Linked DNA regions of Lathyrus oleraceus: region 2 is linked to region 1. Evidence: chromatin contacts called from public Hi-C data. All regions are on one chromosome and are shown on one strand. The core of a region is the stretch at or near the end of the contact, and the rest is flanking DNA. Distances in the headings are between cores, read along the strand shown.

What was found. A called contact is a pair of places that touch in the nucleus more often than the background predicts.
Region 2: a Hi-C map of leaf shows a contact between it and region 1, with 4 times the contacts expected there. The contact joins the promoter of LOC127121710 here to the promoter of LOC127121470 in region 1. A contact is called at or near these places in 2 of 2 Hi-C or Micro-C datasets (both in leaf).

Annotation. Positions count from the first base shown.
Region 1 is chr1:8,797,300-8,799,999 of CAAS_Psat_ZW6_1.0, forward strand. LOC127121470 (leucine-rich repeat receptor-like serine/threonine-protein kinase At1g17230) reads right to left here and starts at 1,320. Exons shown (of 3, transcript XM_051051989.1): 1 at 1-1,320. The coding sequence starts at 577.
Region 2 is chr1:9,119,203-9,121,902 of CAAS_Psat_ZW6_1.0, forward strand. It overlaps LOC127121710, which reads left to right and starts at 1,269. Exons shown (of 5, transcript XM_051052227.1): 1 at 1,269-1,473; 2 at 1,952-2,485; 3 at 2,581-2,646. The coding sequence starts at 1,285.

The DNA of each region.
Region 1 (2,700 bases), core at 70-2,569:
TACTTATCGACGCAGGAATGCTTCCTGTTAAGTTGTTGCTATAAATCACTAACTCTTCAAGTGATGTTAGTCCACCAATATCTTCAGGAATTTCACCATACATATAGTTTTCACAAAGGTAAAGCTTTCTAAGTGTTTTGATTTTCCAAACAAGGGTCAGAAATGGTCCATGAAACCTATTTGTACAAAGGTCTAAAACCTCGAGTTTATCACAGTTAACAAAAAAAGCTTCAGGAATTGGACCAGAGATAAAGTTTTTAGACACATTCAACTCAATTAACCATGGAAGGTTACAGATTGTAGGAGACAAATTACCAGAGAGATTAAGGTTGTGAAGTGTAACAGAAGTTACTATTGAATCAGTACAATACACACCAGTCCAATTGCATGGAGTTAAATCAGAAGGATTCCAGTTAACAAGATTATCATTTGAGTCTAAAAGAGAAGTTTTGAACTTCAAAAGAATTGAAACCTCTTCATTGACAGAACTTACAAGGAATATTCCAAGGCTAAACAATAGAATCATATAAAAGTTTAAAAACAGATTTTTTGAGTTGAAACTTAAATCCAATGTCATTTTCTCATAGGCAAATCAACAAACACATAAAGGGTTGGCTTAAAAATCAGAAGCAAAAAACACAGAAAGTATGAACATGGGACAATTGAGAAGTTCAAGACAAAACAAAAGATACCGTGTTGTGAAAGAAAAGAGATAGCTTGGTGGTGAGAAGAAACAACGTAACCAAATTGAGAAAAATAAAATGACCCTTTTGGTTAGAGAGAAAAATTAAATAGACCCATGAAAGCAATGAATACAAAACAGAGAGATAAAGAAGAGAGAGAGTAAAAGACATAACTTTGATTGATGAGAGCATGAAAAAGTGAAGATAAACCGTGAAACAATCACGATTATTGAGTCAACGCTATTTTTGTGTTACACAACTTTACAGCAAAGTGGCATAAACTAGGTACTGTTGTTGTATTTTTGTTTTCAGCGTTTGTTCATGTTCTGGCAATGTAAAACCACAACCATAATGTGTGGTTTTTTTGGTTCATGCACTGTTGCCATGATTTGTGTGTTTAACAGATGGAGTTGAAAAAATGGTGTGTGGATTGAGAGAGGACGAGAATAAGGACGTGTGGATTTGTTAGGATCATTACAATTCTCCGCCATTGTTGCTGAGCCTACCAAAATGGGAATTTAGTTTCTGTTGAGTCAGAAGTGTAATCATTTATAATATGAATGTATGAAAGTTAGTGCCATAGTGCCTAATTACACCACAATTATCTACTTGTTTGATCTTTTTTCCACTGCCACTCATATTCAATCACTTTGTTTTTCTTCTTCTACATGTTGGTCAATGTATACTACTTATATAATGACATAAGGGTACTTAGGTGCAAGGTAAGTGATTTGTGACACAAGCGTTAAATATTAGTATTGCATGAATTAAGTGTTTATTAGTATAATCAATCAAAGGTTTAATACAATTATGTTTCTATATTCTTCTTAATGAATGGTTAGTTAGTTAAGAGTTAGTTTCAACATTACTTGTTTCTCAAGTAATGATTCCTACTTTATATCTACTTGTATAAGTAATAATTGGTATATAGCATATGAATGGGAATATAGCATTCTGATCCATCAAGTGGTATCATCACTCTGGTTGGGATCTTGATCCCGTTTAACTGAAAACATGAGTTGTTTCATTTGTAACAACCGATTATTTTCTCCCTCTTGCGTGATTGCCCCTACTTTTCAATATCATTCTTGAACCCGGCTTATTTCTCACTCTTTCACCATGATTGAATCCTCACAAGAAAGATTCATTCAGCCAACAACTCTAAGATTTGAAAGTTTCTATGATTGCTCGCTCGACTTTATGAGTCGAATTGGGGTACAAACTGCAAGTGCACAGTTCTATCGCGTAGTTTTAAAAGATATCGATCCCACAGGGACTTATGAATCGATATACCGTTATCTAAGATTACTTCGTAAAGCTAAGGCAGATGATATTTTGATTGTTTGGGGGAAACGTTAAAACTAAAATAAGATCTAAAATAAATATCTAATAAGCGGATATCGGTATGTAATTCGTCGTAATTAGGGAATCAATTCTTTATTGGTTTCTTGGTTTTAAAGTAAATCTTTTCAGTTGACGCTATTGGTTAAAAGTTTTATCTCAAACTCTCGCTCTGTTGAATAAACTATGATTTTATATTAACGTAGCTGTCACTTATAGTTAAGTCAAAAACCACTTTTTGAAAACAGTAGAATCCGTAGAAACTCTTTTTAAGAAAACACTAATCGTTTAAACATCCTTATCTCAAACTCTCGCTCTGTTGACTTAGGTTATATAATTAAATTCAAATGCTTAACTCTCGCCCTCACATTCAATCTTTAAAAATACTTTTTGAAAAAGGTTAGAATTTAATTAACTCTAAAAATTTGCTCTCGCCCTGATCTAGAATTAATGTCCAATTTACACTGTCCAGTCAAAACCTCAAACTCTCGCTCTGTTGATTTTAACTTCTTTATATCTTTTACTTTCGTACAAAAACTTTGTTATTAAACCTGTAAATTGAGACCGTAAAAAGAGTGATTTTAATTTTAAACTTAATTAAACCAACTTAGTTTTGATTCCTTCATTCCGCTTACTTTACATACCGATACCTAAATAAATCAGCCAGACATGATAA
Region 2 (2,700 bases), core at 19-2,518, 320 kb after region 1:
TCTCGAAGGCTCGCAGGAAAGTCAGTCTACGAAGAGATCATTTACAAAACCAATTGAAAAAGTCAACCAGTTAGCATGCTTTCAAGACTTCTTTACTTGTCTTAATTTTCTATTTTCTTACATCAGTACATTAATGACATTGTTGATGTGGATAAAGATAGAAATTATGGTTTTTTTTGCTATTGTAGCTTTACTTAGATGGGGCGAAGAGTCTTGGAATGTGCTTCAGACACAATTAGATTCTAAAGTTTATCAACACCAACAACTGTATTCCAGTTTGTTATATGACATAGTACCGGAAGTTATGAGTGTGTTGCAGGTAGCTAGCTTGGGTGTGTAGGATCGTGAGAAGTGGATGACGATTCCTGATATGGATTACCCTATTGCTTCTAGATACAGTGCCATATTGGTCTCATTGTCCAAGAAGCTTAACATCGCATTCTTCCCATTAGTGATAACTTCAAGTAGTCACAAAATTATTATAGTTGATTTTGTTGACAACAGTCATTGGATTCAGGTGAAGTTGAAATTCAATTGTCATTTGCCTCCTATCACAGACCGATGGAGACAAAACTATAATGAAGTTACAATAGCGTGAGAATCAGCATATGCGGACATATTAGACATTGGAAAGAAGAAGCTAGGAAATCTACATAGTTTTATTTTGTAATGATATTGTAACATTTTTGTATTATATGTATATATTTTATCTGATATAGTTTATTAAAAATGTCAAAAAAAAATTATGTTTTTTTTTCTAAATCTCACTATTGCTTCCGGATTTTTCAAAATTTCCAAAAAAAAGTTGTTTTTATTGGATTTTTTACCATTTTTTTTCAAAATATTCAGTATAACTCCACCGAATTTTTTAAAACACCAGTAAAATTGCACCGAATTTTTTAAATATTCTGTATTTCTTCAACAATTTTGCAGAAACCCATGATTTTTTTACCAACAATATATAAAACATTTGATCATTCTTCATACTATTGCAACAAATCTGATATATTTTCAAAATATTTAATATTTCGTTATCTAAACAATAAAATTTAAAAAAAATCAGATACTTGCATAAAAAATCCAATACTTACATAAACTTTGAAAAAATATCCAAAAAAAAATTAATAAGGGCCTAAGTGTAATTGAAACTTTAATATGGAGGTGCCAACTCAAGGTGGGGATGTACAGAAAAAATTTCAAAGAAATTTCTTAATAGTGTTTGTTATATAAATTTCAAATCGGGCTGAGTTGAACCCCTAAACCTTGTTGGGCTCAACTGGGAGAATGAATGCGGGTGGGCCTTGGCAGGCTCATCTCTGGTTGCGTTCAATTCATCACCTGCGTGAAGTGGCAATGTTGGCCATGGCTGAATCAAAAGCGAACAACGAAGATGATGACTACATGGGTGACCTTTCTAGGTTTCTTCCTACCGATTCTATTCAACCTCCAAATCCAAACACTTCTTCAAAATGGGTAACATTTTGTTCATTTCGAATAATTCTACGATTTCACCTTCAAAATTTAGCTTAGGTTTGATTTTGGGAACGAAAAAATGAAGTGGTGTAATTTAATAATCACTTGGCTCCCTTTTACTCTTATTATTTATGCAGCTACTATTCGTAGGAGAAAATATTTACTTTTATTGTGTAGAATCTGTAGTAGAAACTTATGGTGCATGTAGGGGAGCAATCTATGCAATCTGAGAAACTATAAAATTTTGATGTGCCATGTTTCTTTGAAAGATCTTAAGATCAGCTATTTGGATAGAAGTATGGTCTTAGATAGAACATTATGGCGGGAGTTGATCCATGTAGCGGACCCACTTAGTGGGATAAGGCTCGGTTGTTATTGTTGTTGTATTCCGTTCAGAACATGGGCATGGATCTTTCACTTAGCATTTTATAGGGACTATGCAAAATGTTATGTTGATAACTCCCTTGTTACTATGCAGATTTCTGACAAAAAAGGTCCTTCAATAAACTCTTCCAAGAGTCAATTGAAAGCTCTAAACTGGCAAGAACGGCGAAAAATTGAAAGAGAAAGGAAGCAAATACAAGAGGATGAACAAACATTAGCAAAAGTTGAAGCTCCAATACCACAATCCAACATTGGGTTTAAGCTTCTCCAAAATATGGGTTATACTCCAGGTTCTGCCCTTGGCAAGGAGGGCTCAGGCAGGGCTGAACCGGTAGGGATTGAAATTCGACGGTCACGAGCTGGTATAGGCTTAGAGGATCCCCATAAGGAGAAGAAGAAAAGGGAGGAAATCACAATCCACAGGAAAAGGAGGAATGAGGAGGCTCTGATGGAAGAATTTGGGTCTAGGCAGAAATCGCGGTGGAAGAGTAGGAGAGTTATTGTTAATTTTAATAAGGCTAAGGCTGCCCTTGACCAATTGGAGAATCGGGAAATTGTAGAGCCACCAAAGAATGAGGATGATGCCGAGGCTGAAGATGAAGAAGAGGAAGAAGAAATAACAGAAGAGGTGTGTGACTTAGTAATACATATTAACTTCATTTTTATTGAACTTGGTAATCCATGTTTGAATCGATAGCAAATTTGACAATGAAATGGATGCAGGACTTGCTCGATGTTTTGATGAAACTGAGGGATGAGTACAATTACTGCCTCTTCTGCGGATGTAAAGTAAGCGAACATGTGGTTTTATTAAAAAGTTTTAATATATTTTCAAAAGATGAA